Linked DNA regions of Sus scrofa: regions 1 and 3 are each linked to region 2. A link is a contact called in public Hi-C and HiChIP or PLAC-seq data. All regions are on one chromosome and are shown on one strand. The core of a region is the stretch at or near the end of the contact, and the rest is flanking DNA. Distances in the headings are between cores, read along the strand shown. Region 1 overlaps TCF4 (transcription factor 4). Region 2 has its middle 160 kb from the start of TCF4. Region 3 overlaps TCF4 (transcription factor 4).

Evidence for each region. A called contact is a pair of places that touch in the nucleus more often than the background predicts. HiChIP or PLAC-seq counts read pairs in DNA pulled down with a chosen protein or histone mark.
Region 1: a Hi-C map of retroperitoneal adipose tissue shows a contact between it and region 2, with 2.0 times the contacts expected there. The contact joins two enhancer-like sites. A contact is called at or near these places in 19 of 47 Hi-C or Micro-C datasets (alveolar macrophages, brain, embryonic fibroblasts and 11 more) and 1 of 2 datasets of contacts at active chromatin or transcription factors (skeletal muscle).
Region 3: a contact with region 2 is called in an H3K27ac HiChIP or PLAC-seq map of skeletal muscle. The contact joins two enhancer-like sites. A contact is called at or near these places in 16 of 47 Hi-C or Micro-C datasets (alveolar macrophages, brain, embryonic fibroblasts and 10 more) and 1 of 2 datasets of contacts at active chromatin or transcription factors (skeletal muscle).

The regions. Positions count from the first base shown.
Region 1 is chr1:104,734,591-104,738,082 of Sscrofa11.1, forward strand. All of the region lies in intron 15 of TCF4 (transcription factor 4), which reads right to left. Among named protein-coding and RNA genes, the nearest start is that of CCDC68, 260 kb to the left of the region's middle. Within about 2 kb of position 1,386, at least 24 of the 83 cell types and tissues checked have an H3K27ac peak or open chromatin away from gene starts, as enhancers often do. A contact at or near this core is called in fetal skeletal muscle, retroperitoneal adipose tissue, skeletal muscle and 1 more, where this site is marked.
Region 2 is chr1:105,236,236-105,240,100 of Sscrofa11.1, forward strand. No RefSeq gene overlaps it. Among named protein-coding and RNA genes, the nearest start is that of TCF4, 160 kb to the left of the region's middle. Within about 2 kb of position 1,821, at least 32 of the 83 cell types and tissues checked have an H3K27ac peak or open chromatin away from gene starts, as enhancers often do. A contact at or near this core is called in fetal skeletal muscle, retroperitoneal adipose tissue, skeletal muscle and 1 more, where this site is marked.
Region 3 is chr1:104,831,226-104,834,866 of Sscrofa11.1, forward strand. All of the region lies in intron 8 of TCF4 (transcription factor 4), which reads right to left. Among named protein-coding and RNA genes, the nearest start is that of TCF4, 250 kb to the right of the region's middle. Within about 2 kb of position 1,841, at least 21 of the 83 cell types and tissues checked have an H3K27ac peak or open chromatin away from gene starts, as enhancers often do. A contact at or near this core is called in fetal skeletal muscle, retroperitoneal adipose tissue, skeletal muscle and 1 more, where this site is marked.

The sequences.
Region 1 (3,492 bases), core at 136-2,635, 500 kb before region 2:
GGGTTTCCTTCCCCACTGACCCACTGACCACTTCACTTTTATTAGTCCCACTTCTCTTCCTCTTACTCCTCCTGGAAGGTCTGAGTCTCCAGAATTCTCATCATCTTGCTGGGCCTGGACAGGGTTCTCCTGGACTGTTCAGTCTGAATGCCACACACTAGCGGCCACTGTCTAATATGGTAGGGCGTACGTGTCAATGATTTTGTTTAGCTGCTATTCAGAAAGCCTATCCTTGTCCTGAGGTGTAAGCATTCTAAGGGCGAGGGCTGGGTCCTTGTATGGGATCAGACTACCACAAGGTGAATTAGGGGTTTCCTTAACAGTAAAGGATGACACCTATGGCATCTATCTTGGGAGACTATCTGCACTCTAAACGCTTTTGGTACTGCTGAATATAGGTTTAGCATGTTCCTATCAAAAGAAAAAAAAACAAACATTTCATTTAATTCAACAAATGCCCTGAATGTCTATTATATGCAAGACACGATTTAGGTATTTTCAGGAAAAATAATGAACAAAAGATGTGAGTATTACTTTATGGTCTCTTACACCTTACTGGTGGATCAAAACAACTACTATACAAGGCAAAACAAGATGAATGTCATGAAGGGGTACAGGTCGTGAAGGGATTTAAAGATGAGTGAAATCACACTGGATGAAGAAACCAGGGACTACTTTAAGAAGAAGGTGTCATTTTAGGTAGTTTTCAAATGATGGGTAGAATTTTGATATAGATTATCTACAGATCAGCTTAAATGGCATTTAACATTAATTAACATCTCAACTTTAAATGAAAGTTGCTATTTTCACAAGAAGTGCCAATATTTAGATTATGCATATACGAAGCAGCAGCTAAGGACTGCAAATCAACGTGTTTTCACGTTGTCAGAGACATATTTTGGACAAAAAGCAGACTTCTGTAAAGCCCTTTATAAACCTCAATGGTTTAGTTACAAAGTGAGCAACATAGGGCATTTTGGATACAAATGGAACCTCGCTGTATGTGTGTATTATTGGCCCAAATGATTCACTCTTATTTAACTGCAATGAAGTCTTTCATCTCCCAGCTATACAGTAATAGTTTCCATATGACCGGTGGCTCTGCTATAAATAAGATCAAAAGCAAAAGAAAGGATTTAATAAAAGAAAATGACATTAAGAGTAGCATTAAATCAGGGAAAAAAAATACCAATATCCAACTTTTTTTTTTTAAGAGCAAAGCTTCACAGAGCACCAAGCCGTTTCCCCAATATGTCATGAAAAGGCATTTGCAAGTGGTAGGCATGCACAAAATCCATTTGTGTATGCCTGAGAGTGGCAAAGATGAAGTTGGGGGCTGGGAGGTTGGGGAAGAACACCCCCATTTAGAGGCAGGAGGAGAACAGGTACTGGACCAAACAGCAAGTTTCACGCTGTGGAGTTCAAGGGAATGGGCCTGTGGCGGACGTCCATCCACTGCTCTGTCCTTGGCTCTTCTATTTAATGGAGATGGACTTTTTGGTAATCCTGAGTCTCTCAGAGAATCATAACATTGCTCAACTCGACTACATAAGTTCTGAGAAAGGAAGTTTTTTTTGGCAATGCACAGTGACCCGATACGAAGAGCCAACTTCCCAAACAAATTTTCTTCTAGTTCTTTAAAAAAAAAATTACAATGTTAATCTCTATTCCCGACTGGATAAACAGCTGCTAATAACCTCCAGCGCCCAAGGGAGGAGTTCATTTCCTTTCATCTTCAGTCTGGTGGATATCTGACGTGCACTGGACTTTAGCGATTCCACATGTTTTGTGCTTTGCCATGCAAAACTGCCTGGCCTTGCCCATGCAGGTCCCTCTTCTTTCCTTCTTTGAGACCGCATCCAGAAACTCAGAGGATGGACCAGGCTCTGGGACTACTTATTTGAAACTGTAGTTCTTTTTACTGTGGGTGTATTTAGAGAGGAAATGCAAGTACATAAAGGAAGTTAAAGGCTTGGACCTTCGTTTTTGAAGCCTTGGGAGGGAAACAGCCATTTCAGAGAGAGCTAATTACGCACTCAAGGGCTGGCTACGTTCAAAGATACTCTATTTCTAACAGCATCTCGAACGTGATTACTTTATCTGTTTGCCTCCTAAATAAAGGAGCCAACCTCAACACTTTTTCCTCTAATAGGAAGGACTCTGCAGAAGATTATAGGGCCAGCCGGGCCCCAGCGTCTTTCTCACTTGTTCCTGAGCACCTGCTTTTACTGGTGACCTCAGTTCTACACCTCAAGATTCAGACACTTCGCAAAACAGCTTTTTAAACAAAAACCAGCTGTTTCCCATCTAGACTACAGGGGGGAAAATTGGGGGCAGCTTACAGAAACATTACCCAGAGACTACCATTCTCCAATAACTTTCACACACTTTCAGCTCCAAACGAGACCCGGTCCTGTTGCAGAAGCCAGGGAGAAGGCAAAAATGTGAAATTAAAATGTGGAAACTTAACACCGTGGTTTTTGACAATATGTCCAATTAACTGCGTGAAAATGAATGTGGCTATTGTATCAGGACAATGCTTCCCCAAAGATGTCATTTAACTAATACTGGACAGATCTTTCCGTTAAACTCAACTTTATAGTTGTAAGATGATTTATGTATCCAGAGGAAGCTATAATTATGTACAACTTCAAATGCCAATCAATTAGGTAAAATCCCCGCATTTCAGAAATCTGATGTTTAAAGCTTCATTTTTTGTTGTTTAGGTTTTCCTTCCTAAAGCTGCTCTGCCTAAACCCTCTTATTTCGAATCTATTTTACACTTCTGTTTTCTAAGCAATTAAGATACTTTTGATTTGAAAAAAAAATTTACAGCCACAATAAAAGTTAAAATAACACAACAGCCACAGGTTTTGGAAGAAAAAAAAAAAAAATACAAAATGGCCAAGGCTGAGTCTTGGCTTTTAAATGGTGCCAAGTTGCTCCAGCATTTTCTGTTTTGGTATGAATGACATAACTGAATTACTTCATGAGCTGCTACTTTAATTCCTAAGGGTGGAAAATTCCATGAGTTAATTTGATTTGGATGTAAAAAATATACACGAAAACTCACTCTTCCTGTGGACTCTCCTGTGAAAGATCCGAGCCAATTGTTGGAGCTGCTGAGCTCCGAGGAGGGCCTTTCCGCCCAGCGCAGCCCTGCCTGGCACACCGTAAGGGCCGGTATCATGGGGTCATTTTCTCACTCCCATCTGCACACATAAGATCCTTTATTTTCTGGGTTTTTTTTTTTTCGATCCTGTTTATTCTGTAATGCCCTCCTCGCCTGCCTCTGTTCAAGTCCGATGCAGGCTTGAATGTGAGCTCAGTGACACATTTTCCTAGTGGTCCCCTAAGGCTGGCCAACGTTCACCCTTCTCTGAATCACTTCTGAGGTCACTTAATCATTCCACGCTACATTATACTTAGTTAGGTACAGACTTGCGTTATCACCCTCCCAGAGTCAAAGGCCCGTGGGCTCAGAGACTTTTT
Region 2 (3,865 bases), core at 571-3,070:
CTTTGGGCTCTCTACAGGTTTCTGCTCTGTAAAAGGATTGGATTAAAACTCATACCCTTTTTCTCAAGTTGTGGAAACAATTCAATGAGATAATGCAAGTAAAGTTTTGGATAGATAGGTGCCTGGGGAAATATATTCCACCCCTATCTCTTCTTCGTAGGTTGGTATTTTATCTATCTAAAAGGCACAGAAACTAAAGGTTTTCTTGACCTTTTTTTTCTCCAGGGCACTAAATTCCTATTTCCTAACATTTTTCTAACAGACCTTATTTTCCCATCATGTACTTATTGCAACTTCTCCATTCCACATCATGTTAGAAACGGAACCTAACAGGGTTCGATAAAGCCAGTAACAAATTTCTTTTCCTTCTCCCTTTCCACTTAGCCCTCTCCCCCCAAAAAACCCTCCCCCCAAACAGCCCCCCCCCACCAAAAAAACTTCAAGAGTGACAGAGGAACAAGGCCCTCAAAGTTATCAATTAAATAATCTTCATCTTATGGTCAAAGAAAGAATGTTTCTTTGGGTTAAGAGAGTAGCTTAAAAATAAGGGGGAAAAAGGGTGTCTTTCCTTACTTCGTATTCATCAGCAGCATCCTTGGATTCCCTTTGTTTGCACAAGCGCAAGGTGCTGTGGGGCCCTTTAACACCTGCTTGGGTTCTTGTGAAAGCCTGTCTGATATCAAACATTCTGGATCACAGAGATGTTCATAGTGAATATGATACAATGAGCATGGGAAACGAAATATTTCCCATCCAGTAATATTTAATGTAAATGCTTTTAATAACTTGCTTATAAGGAATTCTTCTTGGTGGTTAAAACCAAGGAATTAGGGATCTAAGATACAACAACCAGAAAGAGAGTTGAAGCACTCCCTTCACGAGCTTCAGAAATATGAATTCTGTGTTCAGAAAACTTCCCACACTCTGGTTAATACATCCTCTGATTTAGAAAATGCCAGCAGCCCTGGCAGTTTCTGATGATGGATAATTTTTCCCCCCTTCAGGGCTCCAGACAGTTGGTGCTTAAGTGTCTACAATTTAAAGTTTTACATGTCTTCCTTGGGCTGTCATATGTTTACCTATCCCGTCCAGGACATCTCTCTAAATAATCTCTGAGTGGAGAATAACGATCCTTTCCTAGGAGATTTATCCGAGAAGGAACGTGCGCGGGGCCCTTCAAATTCCGAGGCTCAGATTTCGTTCCTGGCAGGTCAGATGGTGCGGTCTGTGGGCCCGAGGGATGCGCACAGCTGTCCCTACAAGAGGCACGGAGCACAGGTGCTCGGCCTCCCGCCGCTGAAGTCTCAGGGAAACTGCTGCACTGACATGTGAGTCGCAGGCAGTTTAACCTCGGATGCTCGACCCCTGAGGGCAAAAGAAAAAGTCTGAACCACCTACAGGGCTTCTGTCGCGATTAAAGCCCCTGTCCCTCTGCCGCCAGCCCTCCATCCACGCCGACATAGAGTCTTGGATTTGGATCTCGCTATACGAGCCTCCGCTGGCTACATCTCCATTATTTTCGCTGCGCGCGGTCCGGACCGGCTCGGCGGCGGAGGCCGAGCCTGTTTCGCTGGCCGGGGGGGCGTCCCTGTCCCCTGGCGGGCCACTGTAACTGCAGCCCTTTGGCCTGCGGTGGGCGTGCCCTCGTGCGCTCTTGCGGCGCCGCTATCTCTGTCGCCGACCGAGCGCCACGAGATCTTCCAACAAGTCGGGCTTGGAGCGCGCTCCTCGCGGTAGCCGCGCCGCCTCGGCGCGCCCGGCCGACCCTCCCGGAGCCAACCGCCCTGCGTTGTCGCCGCCGGCCTTGCCACGCGGTGCCTCCGCTCGGGCGCCAAGCGGCAGCTGCCTCGCCCGGCCTTATAGCTGATCATACTGCAGCGCGACACAGGGCCCCAAAAGGCGTCGTCTCCTCGGCTGCCCCGTGGTTTCTTTGCGGTTCAGCCTCCTTAACCTGGGGAGAAAGCCACATTTGATGGGATCTTTGATCAATCCTAGCGTTTCCTCCAGGTGTTTAGCTACCTCAGTTTTTCATTATTCTGCATTCCCTTTTGATTCAGTCATCTTTCCTCTTTTGGGTTGTGGGTTCTTCAAAGTTTAGACCTGGAATATTAAAACAACGTTATTTACAGTTTTATAATGGGGGCAAGGGCAAGCATGGGGAATTGGATGCTGAGTGGGTTTTTAATTTACAGACAAAAATCGTTTCACTGCCTGACTCAGGCTCTTAATTGTCCTCTCTGAACCTCAACTACTTCATCTATTAAAGTAAAATTTAAAACAGTTTTATCTCACCTGCCTTAAAGTAGAGGTTTGGTTAGATGACCTCATGAAGGGATCTTCCAGAGCTAGGATCTCTAAAAGATTTTGTGATCTGTAGTTTCAAAAGTTAAGATTAGAACTGTATCATTTCTTGAAAGTAGTGAGTGAAGAGCATTTTCTGTGCATCAAGTGTCAGAAGCAGGGGCTCTTTTTTCTCCCCCTCTCACCAGTTGGGGCAGGCTAGGGCTCTCTACACTCTGAATGTCACTGTCACAAACACACACTCCTGGAGTAGAGCTGGGGATTATTTAGTCCTTTAGGATTCTTTATACCATTGATTCTCTCCACTCATACTGATAATACAACAGTTAACTATATATTTAGAGTTTCTCCTCCTTGTCTCATGTTTTCAGAGAGAGAAGGGGGTGGGGAGAGAGGCTATTTCTCTTCTTTAAAATTAAAAAAAAAAAAATCAATCCCATTGATTAATGTAGAAAGTCAAAGACCCAAATCCCTTCCATTACTCTCCACTGTGATTAAAACTGAAGTGTTCTGAAAAATGTCATTTCAAATTGCAAGGAAGCAGAATCTCTCTTTCTCTCTGTCTCCCCTTCCCGATTTCTCTCTCTCTCTCTCTCTCTCTCTCTCTCTCTCTTTTTAAGGGAGACATAGAGATGTGCCCTTATGCTTTTTGATTCAGGAGTTTAAGAGGCCACAACTCAGAGCCAGCTGAGTTGACTGACCGCTGATTTTAGGTGTGCCCAAAGTGAGACAGTGCAGAGCCTTCCAGAAAAATCTAGAATATTACCTGTGTGTTTACATCGCTAAATTATTTCAGATATGTTGTTTTGACCCACCCTTTCCCTGGGATACAAGAGCCAACCTTCTCTGAGAGGGGGAGAAAAAGAAGGAAGATGTGTGAGCTCCCCCTGGTGCTCTTCTGTATTCAGGCGGATTGAAAAGAATTTCAGGGAAACAGGTCTACACGAGCAGAAGGGAAAATAAATTATCTGGATTATTTCTTTGTAAAAGGCCACTTCTGTGCTGCCAGGCAGGTTTCTGTTCAAGGTCTCTATGCTTGGATTCTTTATTTCACCTTGTCCATATAGACCTGGCTTTATTAGCTAATGTCACTTCTGTCAAGAGGTGGAGGAGAAATCTATGCCTTGTCAGAGAACATGCTGACAAAGCAAAATCTGAAGTGGGGATTTGCAGCTGCCCTGTGGCTGGGATTACTCCTGGAATCAAATTGGATTACTTTTTGTCTAGCATTGTTCTCATTGTTAGTCTACAGTTATTCATTTCACTGAATCATTTTCACACACTTCTCTTTGTGCAAGTAGGTATCACAAAGATACCCATGGGACTGGTACAAACCACATCGACCAGTAGGACCTTTAATTCTCAATCATATCTCCTATCCAGTAATATCCTATACTTTTAATGGCCTTTTTAAACACTCAGGGTCAGAGGTCTTGGTGGGGTCTGGTCCCCAGTCAAAGCTTTGGGGGAAGTTCCACACAGTCTAGTGGATGACTTCATCACAGTGGCTTTCAATAGTTTGTCAATATGTATTTAGTTAGTCCTGCATTTGGTCCACATTGTG
Region 3 (3,641 bases), core at 591-3,090, 400 kb before region 2:
GATCATATAATTCTCAGCTGTACCTTCAAGTAAAAGGCAAAGGAGGTGTGTCCACATACTAGAAGAGAAACAGGTAAAAGGCAATGCGGTTATTTCTGAATCCTATCAAATAATCTGCTTTCTTTAGGGGGCAAGGAAAGAAAAGAAACTACCACTTGAAGACCAGCAGTGAAAGGGTTAACAGACATATGCTGTATAATTAGGAGATGCATTAATGATTATGAATAGTAAATGATTTGGTGCAAAGAAAAAAATTTTAGTCAAAGGGACATGTACCTATCTTACATGTTTATTAGTAACTGTATATAACTAGAGAATTCTGCTATTAAGAATCTTGCATTATTGGTGTAAATACTTCCAAGGGTACATCAAATTGTAATCTTTCATACGACATCCATCAAACCAGGCTGGAGATTTTGACAAACATTAAACACAGTAAGGAGGCAATTATGTATGCATGATTTAATCTGCAACTAATTAATATGCAAATTTATTCATATGTTAGTTACTAAATTAAAAATGCAAAGAAGCCCTTATGGTGATTCTCGAAATTTTGCACAAACAGAACATTTAAAATGTAAGAAAAATGAAGTTTTTTAGAAACCTATAACACACTTTTAGTGTCTCCAGAACCTGTTGCATGAAGAAGGCTCAAAAATGTGTGTTTAAATACTAGATAATAATTTAAAAGGTGTGCTAATTTTATGTGAGAATGTGGGAACAGAAAGGTTAATCAGAATTCTCTCGAACTCTTAAGAGATACACTCTAATTACCAGACAAATGGTATTCTATTTCTAAGCTTCCTTCCCTGCTTTTAGGGTTGTCAGAAGTTGGTCATCCTACTGATATCTTGTACAAATGGTTAGGGGGGATAAATAGGATATGAAAGCAACTAGATATATTGAAAATTTCAGGCTAACTTTGAGACCATTTGGTGCACACTAAATACACAATTCCCTGCTCAAGATGGCAACTCGCTCTTTTCGCCTTTGGGGAACAGCTAGCTCTCTGCAAACAGAGAAATGGGAGGAAAATCTTGAGGGAGGTTAGAAATTCTCCCCAACTCCCTTCCAATGAACCCTTCAAAAAAATAAAAAAATAAAAAATAACAATGCGACTAGCCCAAGAACCACAACCTCTCCCAAAAAGCAGCAGTTAATTTCATCTGACTTCAACCCAGCTCTGTTAGCACTGCATTTTCCAGATAATCCAAAACTGATCTGAATCTTTGATGGGAGATGAGGGGTGTGGAGTTGTACAATTTTAAAAGATTTTTGGATGTCTGCATACAAGGGAACATCCATTCAAGTGCCTATCTGATCCTTTGGCACCACTGCCTTCTGCGAGAATCTGATTTCCTGGTGACTTCCTAGTAATCAGCAGCGAGATTCTGTGTGGATCACCTCTCATCTGATTACCTTTTTCAGCCGAAGTCCGACGGGCCATGTATACAGCTCCCGGAGCTGGCACTAGGAACAGCTGTAGTGGCCTCAAGAAATCAACGCAAGTCAACTGTATAAGGAAGCACAATGACAGCATCTACGGCTCTTCCTAGGGCACTGAACTCTCACCCACGTTTAAAAAAAAAAAAAAAAAACTCGCCATCAGTCTCATCGCTGCCAAGTGACACACAAAAAGGAAGTTAACCATTGGCTGTTACTTTTATTCACAGTCTGACTCTGATCTCCCAGCTTCCCTTAGCCCCTTCTGATGCCAAGCGGGCTACAGCTTGCCCATTTCGTTTCGACCACGGCAGCCAAAAAAAGCACTGCCCTACCGTGCGGGGACAAGCAGTCTGTTTTGATATTAGTACCTCAGTATGCGACACAAGAGTGTCAGATGTCCCTGAACTCTGTGCCCTCCCCCGAGGGACTCTGTCCTGGCCTTCCTTGGCCAGAGAGGTGGCGAGACTGCCACAAATCCTCAGCTTTGAAAAGCACAGGGGAAGGAAACGCACCATCCACGGGGCTCAGCCAGAAATGGCAAGGAGAGCCTCTTCTGGGGGAGAGGATTCATGCCCTCCAATTCAATCCTTGTGTCTAACTGGAAATATGAACCTATATTCTATTCACTCCCTGCCAGGCAGCCTACAGGAGCCCAAAGTGAATTACATAAGAAAAGGACTCCTTTTCTTATGTAATTAAATCTTAGTAGATGCTATGAAGTCAACCTCAGATTCTCTTCTTTTTTCTTTCATCTAAGAGGACAATTTGGAGTGCAGAAGAATAGGTTATTTTCACTGATTCTCAGAGAGGGAGGAAGACAGCAAGAAAATGCTGCCTTGCTGCTCCCCCCACCCCCACCCCACGACATCCAACAAATCTGCTTTCTTCGCTAAAGGCACAGAATCTGACTCTAACCTGCTTTAACCCCTGAATGTGCCAGTAACGTTCTCCTCTCCAGCATTAACAGAGCCTACTCTTCATGATTCCAGTGAGGCAGCCTCAGGTGAGAAGCTCAATTCCCAGACATTTCAGGAATCTGAGAATAACCGAGGCATCTTTAATTTTTACAGGTGACTCAATTTTACTTGTGACCAGAACTGAACATAAAGCTTTGAAAAGCTTAAATATACACATTCATGCATTCATTACACAGTGTTAAATCTAATTTGTTCTTTTTACTGTCACAGGAAGCACATGTTTAAAGCAATCTGTTTCCTCATGTGAATGCTTTCCTGTCTGTTTAAAAAAAATTGCGACACACTTTACCCTGAGTAACCAAGAGGTGATCATAAATATCCCTAAATAGCATTAAACAGATAGGAGAGACATTAACACTTTCAGAATGCCAAAGTAGTATTAAAAAAAAAAATTCTAACAGATGCTCCTAGGTCAAAAAGTGAAATGTGTGTTTCCTGAAAAAACACTCTCATCAGAATCATAAATGAACTGTGAGGAGAGAAGTGAGGTGTTGCTGAACAAACCAGGATCCTTTTGGTGAGGAACTCAGCAATCCACTGCCAAAGAGCACTTGCCATAAAAAGCCAAACTGAAATGGAAGTTTGATGCAAACCAATGTCCTTTGTAATCCACAAGGTGGCAATGACTACAAATATCGGGTAGCTCTGAGGGGTCTCTTCTCTCCCACTTCCCAGAGAAGGGTCTGTCCCTGGGAAAGCATGTGTGTCTGCCTGGGGACACCAGGAAGAAGTCCAGCCAAAAGGGACCTTTCGAGAGGAATTTACCGTGGAGCAGGGCCTGGGTTTGCGGTGCCTTAAAACTGTCTGGGAAGAGATATCTGTTGTGAAATGTATTGGTCATGCTCTCTCTCTCTCTCCTCCTCCCACTTTGGCAGATTTTTCTTTTTCCTTTAAATGCACGAGTTCACAAATCAGCCCTTCTTTAAAAAAAAAAAAAAAAATTGGTTTAGGTTTCCCATAGCTGACCAGCAAGAATACTTTTTTTTTTGAAAGAAACACAGTACAAGGCAGCAAAGGCCAGCATCCCCCGATTCTTTGACTTTCCCTGAAAACATCTGTATAAATAGTCCTGTTCAATGTTAGAAATGGATCTAAACATTCCTAAACAAATCGAACTCTGTTTTACTTTCAGAAGGGAAATAAACTGCCACACACACCCACCTAGTCAAGGCATCTTCGTCTTGTCAGATGAAGCCCAAACCTCAGGCCTTGCCATCT